Regions from separate parts of the Mus musculus genome. Here region 1 is linked to region 2. A link is a contact called in public HiCAR-type data. All regions are on one chromosome and are shown on one strand. Each heading gives the region's core, a stretch centred on a gene start, on an enhancer-like site or on the middle of the called end of the contact. The rest is flanking DNA. Distances are from core to core; before and after follow the strand shown.

Region 1 (7,262 bases), core at 389-2,888, 160 kb after region 2:
CCAAGCCTTAGGATGGCACCTGTCCCCCAAAATCATCCTGACTTCAATGAAATTGAAACAGCCCATCAGGGAATTTTAGTACGCAGCATCAAGAGAGTCTGCCACTCACATGGCCAGAGTGCTTTTCCAGGGTCAGCCAGGGTCCTCAAAAATACTCCCTGCCAGGCTGCTAGCTCCCTTGGAGCCTCTCAGGTTCAGCACTGTCCCACTCCCTCCCCCCACCCCCAGTCTTCTTCTACAGGGGTTCTCAAACCAGACTGCGCCAGAGGTCCCTGGAGAGCTTCTGCAAATGGTGCGGTGCTGACTCCACCCACCCTTGAGCTTCTGACTCACCAGAACTGGGTAAAGTCCCCAGTTCACATGCTCTCCCCAGGAGTGCTGCTGCTACTGGGGGAAGACACTGGAGAGGAGCGGCAGATATGTGAAAAGATGTCCCTACTGAAGGCACTTTAAAGTAGAAGGGCATGCTTATGAGGGAGAGGCTAGGAGGTGGCTCAGTCAAGGAAGCATTTGCCAGACCATGAGTTTAGAACTCATGAGCAAAGCAGGACTCGTAACTACAATCCCAGCACTGGGCCATGAAGACGGCAGATCCTTGGTGCTTGGCATGTTCTCAGTTCAATGACAGACAGTCTTCTTTCTCCCAACAAGGTGGAGGACAACAGGAAGATACCCAAACTCAACTTCTGACCTACATACACACACACAAACACTCCATGTGTGTACACACACAACAACAGCAAAAGATGGAGGGAACACCAGGTTCCCTTCAAGAATTCCCTTGGTGCTGGGCTTTTGAGAGGCTGTGTGTGGTAAGTAGTGTGTTTGCATTGGCTTCCCGAAAACTGCTGGCTGTAGAAGCCCGTGGTTGGCCCATCTTAGGCCACCAGAGCCTCTCGGAGCCTACTTGGGAATTGCTGGCGAGAGAGGAACACACAGCCAATCACCCTCTACAGTCCAGGAGATTCCTAGAGAAGGCCTCAGCTGTGCTCAGTCTCATTCAAGGGAGGCAGACATTGTTCCTATCCCCATCGCCAGTGCTCCTTCCCTGCGCTGACCCCATATGTCACACAGTGTATGCCTCCTCCCTCAGGGCAGGGAAGCACTACCCCTGGACTATGCTGAGGACCACCTGACCAACTGACTGTCCTGAGCCCCCTGACTTAGAAACCCCAGGGAAGCCCAGCTCATCACTTCCCTGATTCTTCCACAGTCAGAAAGCCTGCCTGGGTCCCTGCTGCTCCAGGTGACTCCCCATTAAGGTCTCTGGTGTATAGGGGAGAGCACCCTGCTCCCTTCCTGTGCCCACATTGGCTGGCCAAGGTTGGGAAGCAGACAGCTGGTGCAGAGGAGCACCGGACGCTCCAACCTGCCCTCCTGGGCGAGGGAAGTGGCAGATTTTCCCATATTTTCATTTCAGCTGTTCTGGGCATCCTGAACTTTGCACTTCAGTCTGAGGGCTCCAAAGAATGGCTGCCATGGCAACCGTTTCCATGTTTTTGTCACCAAGGGATTCAACACTCAGTGTGAACTCTGAGGGTGGGGGGTGGGGAAACCCTCCAGCCTAGAGAAGTGACTGTGCTGACAGAGGTCACCGTGGCAACTGAGTGCCTCCTCAGCTAAGTGGTCGGGAGAACTCCCGCCAGAGCCCTGGTTTCCTTTCCTGGGAATGAGCTGAATGCAGAATGAGCCTCTCAGGACACAGCAGTTTCCCTGTGTGGCAGCCCTTGGCCAGCCAGTGTTGCCTGACCAAGAATGGGCTGGATGTGTGGAGGGCCCTCTGGCAGGGCCCTTGATGATGTAGTCTAATCCCAGACTCAGAGCATTGATGCCCCAAGCTCCTTTGCTGGAGCCCTTACATCCCTGCACCTCAGAGAAGAACAATCTAGAGACGGGGCCTTTCCAGAGGCAATTATGATGAGGTCATGAGGGTGGGCCTCATGCCAGGATAACTAGAGAGGTCTTGGGCATCAGCCTGATGGACAGGCTTGAGAGGGTCTCAGCTTTACAGAAAAGGACTCAGGAGAAGAGCTGGCTAGACAAGGTGGGCTTGGGCTGGACCCCCAGGTTCCCCAGGAGACTTTCCTTCTCGTGCTCCTGCAACAGCTCTGAAGATAAGCATCACCGGCTCACCCCAGGCCTGTCCGTGAATTATCCTGGAAAGGCAGGCTCCACTCCCTAGAGACTACCAGAGGCCTCAAGAGGACCTGCTTCACCAGAGCCCTGCAGGTCCCCACTGGACACGGCTATGTTCAAGAATTAAGAAGTTAGTTCCTTCTGTCTGTAGGGACCTTCCTAACTGCAGGCTGAGACAGTCCAGGCCCAGGGGCAGGGGAGGGTGGCAGCAGGATTCATGTGATTATGCTGAAAAAAAAAATCCACATTTCCGCTGCCCTTGGCAACGCCTCCGCACATTACAAAGCCCACCAAGTATGAGCTGCACACACAGTGCATGGGCCAAGTCCCTGCAGTGCACATACCGCTGAAAAGATTCAAAATACACATCGCAGCCGTGACCTCAAACAGACCTGCTCTGTGCGCTTAGGGAGAGCACGCTCTGGCAGCCGCGTGGCACACACCAGGACTGCTGTCACCTCTGACCGGCTGCTGGTTGCTGCTTCTGATCAGGAATGACCAAGGTCTCCAGACCACACCTAGATACCACTTGCTGATATGTGATCCCACTTGGCCAGGTGACTGAGCAACAGCTCTGCCAGCTTGGGGCCACACAGAACTCTCACACCCTGCCCTGGGCCTCAAATTGGTGTCCCGCCCAGAGGGCAGTATTTAGGAGTTAGGAGCCCTTAAAAAGTGAACTCAGCAGTATGTGGGCTCCACCCTCATGTGCAGAGCAGTGGCCCTCTTAGAGGCTTAACTGAGCCCTTGTCCCTCCCATCATGTGGTGCCACAACAACAAGGTGGCATTTTGGAAGCAGAGAAGGGTGGTAGCTTGGTCTTAGACCTCTTAGCCACCCAGACTGCAGTCTATAGATTTCTACACAGTCAGATGCACTTTGCTAGAACAGTACAAATGGCTGCACAATAAACCTTACCCCACCCACCCACCAGGGTGCTAACCCCCCATCTTTAGGCTAATGTCCTGATGTTATCCTCTAGTGTGGAGTTCAGGTGAGGTCTCCTCCATTCAGAAAGGAGGGTGATGAGATGATTCACACCAAGATGATCATGGGCACCAGGAGCATTGAAGGGAGTCCTTCAATTTCAGGTAGCTGCTGGAATGGAAGCCCTCAGCTCCGAGAGTGGGCCAGTGTTGGAGCAGAAGCGGGAGGGCCCATGCGACAGACACTTTTGGCTGATGCTTCAGGCCCTTCTATATAGAAGGGACTCCACACCACAGGCCTACCCTCCCTCCCTCGTCTCCTGCTCAGTGGCAACAGCTGAAGTGAGCCAGTGTGTGCATTCCCAGCCTCTGTGCCTTCCAAGGGCTTGGTGCAGACAAAGTCAGAGCTGGGAAGAACCCTTCCAGGCTGTCTGCAACCCCAGCTGGGCTCCTTGGGGAGGAACCAGCTATGGGATGGAGCACAACCTTAGAGAAAAATCTAATGGGGGTGGGTGGGAGGAGAGGAGCCCAGAACTCAGCACCTTGTACCTGGGTAGGACCTGGTCAGCTCCTCTCAGCAATTTCCCAGTTCACCATGCTAAGCATGTTTCTCAGCCACCAGGGCGGGGTAAGCCACAAAGCCCACCGTCCCCTACCTGAATTCTAACCTGCATCTCCAGCAAGCTTGGGTGCCCTGCCCACTCAGTCCGGTGACAGAGCCCAGCTGTGACTCTGGTGGGGTTCAGGGCGGGGAGGTGGGGAGAGGACTCGGAAGGCCAGGCCCACAGGAGTCTGATTTGTCGAGGGCCACCTATGCTGCTCCTGGTGTAGGGACTAAGTGGAAGGCTGAGGGTGGAAGAGTGCCTGAGGCAGCTCAAGGGCAGCCGGGATGTCTTGGAGCTATGTCTCTCTCTCTGTCTCAGGGTGCAGAATTCAATCTGCTGTTTACACATATCCCTAACCACAGCTCCAGGTTTGTCCTACCGTGGAAGAGAGGGAATGACCACCCTTCCCAGTGGTCGCAACCTCTCCCTTAAGTCCAGTGCCAGGGAAATTCCCAGGCCATTAGAGGCAACCTGCAGCATGGGGAACCCCTGGCCATTATCCTGTGCTTGGAGCCTAGGGAAAATTGCTGCTTTCTACCTAGAGCCAGTTCACTCAAAACCCGCCTCCCTACAGCCCCACTCCAGCTCTGGACTAGCGGCCATTAGGATCTACAGGGAGCTCTAGGCCTTCTAAGGACAGGGTGTTGGCAGACGGGAACAGGAGTAGATAGCCCTGCATGAAGGTTTAAAGGACCTGCCTCTGAGATCTAAGGTCCCCACTGAGGCTGGGTTCTAGGAACTCTGCCTGACCTAGGAGGACAAGGCAGGTGGTGCTGGCTAACTGTCTTGCTGAGAGCCCACAGCTGAGAGGAAGGTCCATCAGGGCAGAGGCCACCTGCTGGGTTAGCCAAGGGAGAGCAGAGACTAGGCAGGCCACAACTGTGCCCCTTAGCCACTCCCCTGTCTCCAGCACTTCTGTGGGGGAAGCTTTTTGCCTTTCTAGAGCTCCCCAGAATTTATAGGTTGCTCAAAGTGGGCCCTAGGGGCCACCCACAACCGCCCCTCCAAAGGGCTGCCCCTCGCTTCCCTTCCCCTCCCTACCCAGCTATACGTTCCTGTTAGGCCTGTCCTGCTAAGGAAGGGTTGTCGCCCATTTGCCTTAGAGACAACAGCCAGAAACGATGGGGGAGGACACCAATCCCACAGAAACCATTAAAATCAAAAGCCCCGTAAATCTCCAAGTGGAAAGAGTGTGTCCTGAGCCTCAGCGGCTTTCATGAAATGCAGCCTGACTACCCACTTCCGGGCCAGCCCAGGTCAGGTCCTGCTCCCAGGGCTTCTCTACGGAAAGTGTGGCGCCTGTGGAGAGCGCAGACCTGTGGTGGGCACACATGCTTAGACCTATAGACAGCGGCCCTGCCTACTGCTCGTCAGTAAAGTAGGGACTCGCTGTGACAGACCCAGAAGCCAGCCACACCGCCTTGAGATCCTGGCTGCTGCCTCCCGCTGCTCCAACCTTGGGAGGGAAAAGGCTATCTCCTGGAGCTAAGGGACATCAGAGAACCATCTTGGAAGAAGGTGTTAGTCCTGGCCCTGAGCAACAGGCAGCCTACCTGGCTCAGCCCAGTGGGTCAACGACTTCTGCGTTACCGTGATAGGATATCTGAGTAATCGACAGAGGAGATACTTTATCTGGGCCACAGACTCAGCGGTTGTGGGACATGTTCCCAGTGGGCGCCACTGCTTAAGGCCCAGTGGTCAAGCCAAACATGGTGGCAAGAATAAGCTGAACAGAGCTGCTTAGCTCCCAACAGCCAGGAAGCAGAAAGCAAGCAGGGGACTGGGGACAAGATGTATGGGCCCAGTCCCACAACCCACTTCACTTCCCACACTTCAACCAGGTCTCGCCTACTAAGTTCCCAACCTTTGGGAGGCACTTCCTATGCCAGCCACGATACCCACTTCACTCAGATTCACAAGTGTAAGTCTGTGGTGGCCTCATCTGGAGGACTGGCCTATGTTGTACAGTGACCCTACCGGCTTACCTCTCGGGATAAACTGGGCTGCTAAAAGGACATCCCACCTCAGAACACCTTGCATGGTCTCATGAGATGCTCCAACCATCCATTCCTGCCTCCCATACTGGCTAGACCCTCCCACCTCCAACCTACACATCTACATCCAAAATAGGCATTGGAAAGAGCAAAGCCTGCTGGGTATTGATTCAGAACCTTCCTATGGGAAAGTGGATGATGAGTGAGCCCCAGGCCGGAGGTCTTGGCAGGGATGGAGTTCTGGCCTCTGAAGGAGAAAAGGTGACCAACAGCCTCCTCTTTGTGATGTAGGACCAGGTCCCATCACCCCCCAACCCCCTCCAGGATTCAAAGAAAGCCTAGTGCTGAGGGGATATGGGCCAACTCAGGACAACACATTTATACCATTTACAGAAGACAGCAGAGCACACAGAAGTCCCTCAAGCAAATACTGCTGACCTCCATTTCCCCCTTGAGGCTCCAGCTCCAGGAAGCTAGCAAGGGAGCAAAGAATAGCTCTTCCCTCCCAGATGCCCTGGCTGGAATAGCACTACCAAGCTTCCCTAAGATACCTACATCTGGAGTTCTGTCCCATACTGGACCAGAACCAACATGCTCCATCCACAACAGGCTCTGAAAACCCACAAGTTCCTTACAGTCCAACCAGCCTCCAAACTTCCTTCCCCCAGGAGACAGAAATAAAACACCTGAGCCCCATTGCAGGAGCCACACAGCACAGAGCCAGCAGTGCAATAAACTGACTCCTGCAGAGGGTTGGCACTGCCATGACTGGCAGCTGGTCTCCTTGGATTAAGTAGTGTAAGTGTGATAGCTTTCGAGGTATGGTTACCTCAGGCCATGTCTCTCAAAACCCCTGCTGCTTGGTGCATCCTCCAAGACTGCAGGTAGGGAGAAACTGGGGTGTCTATGGAGACTGCTGGATAGGAAGCCCAGGATCAAAGACTGGTGTGCTAGTGTCCTTTGCAATGGAGACTAGAGTCCCTGGTGATGTCTACCACAACTCTGCCCTGGCTCACTAGACACTGGCTAGACCATCCACTCTGAGCTTCTGTAAAATGGAGAAAGACATCCTTTACTGGATAAATCTCTGTGGTTTCTCTGAGCTACCTTGAGCCATCTCTGCTTCCAAAAAGGAAAAAACAAACAAACAAACAAAAAACAAAAACAAAACAAAACAAAAAAACAAAAACCATGCAGGAAACTAGAAGGGGCAAAAAAGAATATGGCAAACGAGCACACAGGCAGATGAGAACCTGGCTGCCCAGATCCAGGACAGCCATCTCCCCTTTCTGGACTGGCTGGAGCAATAGTGGCAGGGGGCCAGGCTCAAGGCTGGGGAGGGATGCTTGCACCAGCCCCCACCTGGCTCCCTAGGGAGGGCCACTTTATGTGGGCACAGAATCTTTGCTATCCAGCTGTCACTAGGGTTTCCTGGCCTTTCCCGCCCAACCTGGTGGTCACCCACATTCCGCGACCTCAGGCTGACTCATGTAGATCCAGCTCCACATCTGGCATCCACATGTGGCTGGCACTCCAGGAAGGGGGGGGGTCACATCTGGCTGGAGAAACAGGAGGATCCTCAGGGGGCCAGTGACCCTAGGG
Region 2 (6,769 bases), core at 838-3,337:
CTTCATCCTTAGAAAGCTATCTAAAAACAAACAACAAACAAACAAAACAACCTACTTCAAATCTTTCCTTCCATATTTCACACACTAGTGCAGACTTACACTTTTGCTTTTATGTTCAAAAATCTTCAGTGGCAGTGAAGCATAGCAACAAGAACACACACACTCAATTCTTATAAAGTAATGTAAATGCTGAGACCCAAATTTTGTCATACTACTAGCTGTAGAGTATGTGTTTAATATTCAGAGACAGATTAATGCACTTTCCAAACCTCCTTTGCTGGCAAGTAATTAGAAGTTTTCTAGATTGACTGCCAATATGATATAGGTCCCAAAGAAATCACTTCTCTTTTCCGAGACAGGACAATAAATTGGTTTTCCTGAATATACTGGGTAAAGAATCCGAGTTCTTGACCTTGAATATTTCATTGGTCGTGCTGTATGCAGTGGGGACCAGAATGACATTCGCTGAAATGCCTGAGATTTATAACATAATAGCTTGAGCATATGTGCCAAGAAATAGAAATCTTAAACCCTATCAAATCAAGATTAATTACCTATTAAAATGCTAACACGTAGCGTAGTTCACTCAGTGTAACAGGCCTGCTCCCCGAGTATATTGTTACAAAGCACACCAGCTCAGCTGCTACCCGGAACCTCCCGTGTCCCATCTCACCACTGGCGGTGGGTGAAGCATGCTGCCCAGTCATTCTTCTCCGGGTGGCTCTGGCTCCTGCTCAGGACCTTTCCACCACAAAGCGCATGCTGCTCTCTGGAAACTGAGAAATTCCCTGGCTTTGTACTGCTGCCAAAAGCCTGTTGCTTCCCTCATCATTAACCACTCCATATCTATCCCTTTCTCGCTTGGTGGACAGTAACCCACACAGCGCTCCCATGACAAGGAAAACAGTAGTTTGCTTCCCCTCCTACAAGCCTTGAAAAAATGGATCCCATGGGCGGAATCTCTTCTTGCTGTTCAGCTTTCCTTTGCATTCATGGTTTCAACTGTTGTCCAGGTGGCAGTGCCAGAAATGTGTGGGGAAAACGCTCATGAGATCATCTCACCAACCCTGCCGCTAGACTCCAACAGCAAGTCATGGCGTTGCTAAGTTGGCTTCTAATGAATGGTCAGTCAGCAAATATTTAGTGAGAATCTATTATGTGGCCAACTCTCTTCTGGGCTTGGTGACACCAAGAATGGAGGGTAAGATTGTCCCTGACCCTGAGCAGCTATTCTTCTTTCTTATGCTAAATGGCTGTAGTTCAAATATCCTGTATTAGAACACAATGGGAAAGAAGTGCTGGATCAGGGATCGAGATAAATAGCAGCATATTTAAACTATCATCATTCTTTAAAAAGTCGGCCAGGGTGTTTGAAAAGTGTTCTGTTAAAAAAAAAAGAAGATAAAGTACAACCTTTTGAAAATTTTAATATCTCAAATTTATGCAAAGTCAAACATATTACAGGCTTTTCAAATTCACACCTTATACATCAGTTTCCTTCAACAAGCAATTATGCCTCAGCTCCTTGCATAGCACTTCTGTGTTCTTGGCCTTGTGGGTCATTACCATGCTCCACATTCTGAAGGACACCCAGCACATGTCCTTTTGTGAGATCCAGGACCGTCTAGCTACAAATGGTGTGACAAGCTGCACCTCTTCATTTGTTTTTACAAAACAAACTCTGCGGCACTGACGTGAAATATCATGTCTTTCCTTTCTCACTCTCAGTGGGAGAAGGGGGAAGAGAAGTTCCTTCGTCATTCTCTTTGTGGATTTTGGCTTTCTTTGGGAAGTGCCAATACGCATTCATTTTTTATGTTGTTCAGGAAAGCTGTAAGCCGTCTTCTAAGCCACAAAGCAAACTCAGTCCCGAAGGGTTCTCCAAGTGCAGGTCAGAAAGGTGGGACGCTTTGTTTTTCTAGGCAGAGAGAGCATGTATAATACACTTGCAACCTGCTTAGCTTCCCGGGCCCTCTACGTGAGCCAGCTTCTCTGCTAAGGAACCCCACATCAATCTGTCACTGGTGGTCAGCGGAGCAGCGAAGAGCCAGTGTTCTGTGAACCGACGTTGGAATGACTTGCCTCCCAGCCGGTGATCAATCTGTGCTGGACAGCAACGTGTTTGCCTCTACAAACGAGCTGGGCCCCTCTGCCACATATCTCTGCCAACTTTTGAAAGAAAGAGTCTGTTTCAGTTCTTTTGGGGGTAAAGACAAAAGACCCGTCTCTCTTTACACAACCAGCTATTGAACTGTCCACACAAAGATTCACAGCCAGTATCCTACAAAAAATTGTTTTGAGAAGCCAGGAAGTTATCAAAAAGCCATGGGGGGGGTGGGGGGGGTATAGGTAGTATGAATATGCACACATACCTAACAGAGTAAACATCTGTTTTTCTTCAGCAAAGATGATGTGCTCATGATGCTAGATGCTCCGTTCCTGGGAAGTTCTTAGGTAAATATAGAAAGACTCTGATTCTGGAGTTCAGAGTTCAGGATGCTAGTTGACTTCTCTCTGCTCCAGTTGAAGGCAGTGCTGTGAAAATATAGTCATCTTTGCCTGAGGCTTATCATGATCATTGTGGGCCACAGAGCGAAGGGCCCATGCTGCTGAGTGACTCACGTTTCTACCAAGTCATTGCTACAGGGAGCACTGACTGGCGCTCTCGCCAGCTGCCAACACTGAAGGTTTTTCTTGTAGTTCACTGTGGCAGAGTGGGGCTTGGATAACCCAGCAAGCATGGTCAGTAGCCAGACTTGGATTTGGTAGAAGTGGGAAGTAACAGAGGTAGGCAGACAGAAAGTAGATGACTAGGGAGAACTTCCTGTGCCCAGTAAGCCATGGTACCTGCAGGGTAGGGGTGAATCCAGGCCAACAGAAGTAGATGATAGCAAAGTGGAAAACTTGGAAGTTCCCAAAGAAAAGTGTGTGTTTGGTGGAGAGTTAGAAACCACAGCTGTTGGTTAACCAGATGGCCCGCTGGGTAAACAGATTGCTCGGTTGTCATTTAGTAGAACAATATAAAGAACATAGATGTTTTTGTCTTTTATGGTAGATAAGTTCCTTGTTTCTCCTTAGAGAGCACAACTCTCTAGACCCAGGGAGGAACCAGTAGAGAGGACACAGATGAGTCTGGAAGAAGGAAGTTATTTGGGCCTTACACTGCTACTCAGCTGGGCCCCTGTGACCGTGGAAGGTTCATAGATGAACCTAATGGACCCTTCCAAAAGCAAACTTTGTGAACCCAGAGGAGACTAAACTCTGTGGCCACATTTGACGATCCCTTGGGATGGGAACTGTGTGTGATCCTTTCTTTTTAATGCTCTCTACTTACACAAAGTAGGAGATGATTTCTGATGGACGAGTAATTTGATGTTTGATTCCATTCTGGCACAGAGAAAAGAACTCAAAGCTCTAAGCTGCTTCAGTAACTAAGTTAATGAGTTAGCCCCAAACACAGATAGTCTCAACTCAAGAATTCTGATGTTGCCCTCTTAAGTGTGATATACAACCTTCTAGTCTTCAAGCCTCTCTCTGAGGGTGGTGTGCAAGGACATACTACAGAAGGCTTATTATCTTCTTTAACATTAATGGCCACCCCTGCTCGGATATTTTCAGGCACCCAAGTAATTCTTTCTAGTCCCAATTAGCTCTTTTTAAAAATAACATTTTAAATTTATTCTTCAAAAATGTTAACACCAGGCATGGTGACATATGCCTTAATCCTAAGCACTTGGAAGTCAGAGGCAGGTAGATCTCTGAGTTCTAAGCCAGCCTGGTCTATGCAATGAGTTCCAGGACAACCAGGGCTACATAGTGAGAGCCTGTCTCACAAGCAAACAAGTAAAAGGAAGAATGATTTCATGCATATGCACAATGTACCCCTTCTGTCTTCCCTTTCCAAGCCCCCAGACACCTCCAACACATTCTCTTAAAAAGACAAGAGACCTCATGGAGGAGGCCCATAAGTTCGACTTTTGTCGGCCACACCTACAAAGGAAAACAAAAGTACTTTCCCTCCTTCTGAAGCCATCGGCTGCTCCTAGTTCCTCAGCTTGAGGTGGGGTCTCATGAGCTTTTCCTCGGCCATGTTGGAATTTTGATTGCTTTGCTCTCATGTAGATTTTATGTATGTAATTACAGCTAACGTGAGTTCATGAGCAGAGCAGCCATGGTATGTCTAGAAGACCACATTTCACAGGACTTGCCTTATTCTACACCTCTTATACTCTTTCCGACCTCCCTTCTGTGGTGTTTCTTGAGCCTCGGGGGAGAGAATGTAGATGCCCTATTTAGGACTAAGTAGTCACAGTCACTTCTTCTCAGCATTTTGACCAGTCATGAGTGTCTGCATTGACCACTGCCCATCTCAAAAAGGAAACTTTTTTTGACTAAGATCAAGAGAAGCACAAATCTACGAGTGTAAATACATATTTAGAAGCAGTTTGACAGGATAACCATTTGGTGCCTATGGCCATACCACCCTGAACACACCCAATCTCATCTGATCTTGGAAGATAAACCATTTGGCAAAACAACAGCAAACACTAGTAAGTTTCCCCACGGGCCCACGACTTCCCCAGCTCTAGGCTTTTGACCAAGTCTTTAGCACTGGGCATGAATTCTCTCCCATGGAGCAGGCCTCTGAAAGTGGCCTTCAACCGCCATGCCACTATTGTACATTTGCCTGGAAGGTCAAGATTGTAGTTTTCAGGGTCAAGCACAGGGTAAACTATTGATGTCTCTTCTTCCCCACTGGCCAGTATATCACCTTCTGGCACTGTGAAAGCTGGCCAGAAGAGAGGAAGTTTCCTGGGAGATGGATTTTTCTGTGTCCTGAGTAAAGCAGTGTTATATCTACTAGGATAGGCAATTGGAACCAATAGTGTTCTAGTTTCATTTCTATTGCTGTGGTAAAATACCATGACAAAAAAGCCACTTAGAGGTTTGCCTTACAATATTCCATCATTGTGGGGAAGCCAAGGGAGGAACTTAAAATAGCAGTCACGTTATAGCCAAGAACAGAGAGTACGTTTATGAATGCCTATTTGTTTGCTTGTGCTTAGCTCAATTTCTTCACTCTTAAACAATTTGAGACCACCTTGCCTAAGGAATGGTGCCACCAACAGTGGACTGGGTCTTTCAACATCAATTAACTTAATTAAGAGAATCCTACATAGACATGCCCACGGGCCAACCCAATGTAGATAATCCTTCTGTGAAATTACCTAGCCAGATAAATCTTGCTTCTATCACAATAAGTAGCAATATAGTAAGTAGCCTGTGTTGTTTTGGAGCCCTCTGGGGCCTACCTAGCCAGTACCTCCAATAGGGAGGTATCTCATGCCTTGCACTAAGATTTCTAATTAATAACCCATGTCTTCTGGGAACAGCATTATGCACTCATGTAAGGTACCTCTACTTCTGCTTAAACTTACCTCCTTAAAGCTCTTTTATAAAAAAAAAATGCATTTGTTTGTTTGCTTGCTTGCCTTATTTGTGTGTATGTGAAGGGATGGGCAGATGTGTACCATGGCAAGTGTGTGGAGGTCAGACGACAGCTGGTGGAAGTCAGTTATACTCTTCTGTGGTGTAGTTCCTGGAATTAAAATCAGATCTTCCGGCTTGGTGGTAAGCTAAAACATCTTGCTGGCTATCAGTCAGCTCTTTTGTTTTTGAAATTAAGTATCTCAGTCTTTAATCAGGTTTCCAAATCCCACTGACTCTTGAGTGTAAATTAACTCCCTTTAGCATTTATGTCCAGAGATGTTGAATCACTGATGCTCATTTCCTTGACATCCCTAGTTAAGCATCTTAAATCTTGAGACGCATCTTATATCCTTAGGAGTCTGAGCTGTTGAAGTCCACCACTGACACCTGTCACCACCACCATTCACCCTTTTTGCTCCAAAATGACAACTTAGGCTTACATAAAGACAAACAAGGTGTAAATTGATATAAGTGAAGCCAGATGTGTTGGCTGGCTCACATATAATCTTGGCACTTGGAAGGTTGAAGCAGGAGGATTGCTCATTCTACACTAGTCTGAGCTACATAGAGTACTCCAAGTTAGCCTCTGATATATATTGGGGCCTTTCTCAAAGAAAATCTTTGTTTTTATGATAAAGAAAACATGACTTTAGAGTAATGGACTTTTGTAGGGTTGAGGGAAAATGCAGGGAAACCAATCCAGAGATGGTTTGAAGTAGTTCAGTTATAAGACGGTGCTGGCCTAAACCGGAGTATTTTAAGCAAGATAAGAGAGCTGTCAGATCTGATAGGAAGTATTATTAGTAGGACAAAGTGGTTAGTTGAATTCTGATTGGTACAATAAATGACAATGCCATTCATGGTCCAGGAGACCAGGAAAGAGGAACACATGGAGATGAAATGAAGAGGCCATTGAGTTCAAGGATGCCCGAGGTCATCTTAGTTATTTCAAAGATAGTATGCTCCTTTGGAGGCCGAAGTTCAAGCAAGAACTATGCCCAGAACTATAGGTATGAATCAAGCCATGGTAATAAATTAGAAAAAGTGGAGTTGAGGGCTAAGCCAGGGGTCTGAGGAGGACCTTCATTTATGGGTTCAGTGATGCTACACAGCCATCAGAGAGCATGAGGTAAATTGGAGTGGTTAGCAAGGGTAAATGATATTTGATCAAATGTCAAAGGTCCCTTCTACTTTAATCTTCTCTGTTTTAATCATTTTAGCCTTTCATACTCAGAATTACATTATTCTTTATGTTTCTTGTTTGGTTCCAGGAGGAAAT

The links. HiCAR-type assays count read pairs that join an accessible place to other places.
Region 1: a HiCAR-type map of astrocytes shows a contact between it and region 2, with 2.7 times the contacts expected there. The contact joins two enhancer-like sites. A contact is called at or near these places in 1 of 39 promoter capture datasets (liver), 4 of 484 Hi-C or Micro-C datasets (double positive thymocytes, embryonic fibroblasts, nephron progenitors and 1 more), 6 of 115 datasets of contacts at active chromatin or transcription factors (astrocytes, double positive thymocytes, heart atrium and 3 more) and 1 of 9 other capture datasets (embryonic stem cells).

What each region holds. Positions count from the first base shown.
Region 1 is chr11:68,213,788-68,221,049 of GRCm38.p6, forward strand. All of the region lies in intron 6 of Ntn1 (netrin 1), which reads right to left. It overlaps Mir6406 (microRNA 6406), which reads left to right and starts at 7,105; the gene lies at 7,105-7,224. Within about 2 kb of position 1,639, at least 101 of the 459 cell types and tissues checked have an H3K27ac peak or open chromatin away from gene starts, as enhancers often do. A contact at or near this core is called in astrocytes, neural progenitor cells, oligodendrocyte precursor cells and 1 more, where this site is marked.
Region 2 is chr11:68,048,869-68,055,637 of GRCm38.p6, forward strand. The region is part of intron 6 of Stx8 (syntaxin 8); the gene reads left to right. Among named protein-coding and RNA genes, the nearest start is that of Stx8, 86 kb to the left of the region's middle. Within about 2 kb of position 2,088, at least 25 of the 459 cell types and tissues checked have an H3K27ac peak or open chromatin away from gene starts, as enhancers often do. A contact at or near this core is called in astrocytes, neural progenitor cells, oligodendrocyte precursor cells and 1 more, where this site is marked.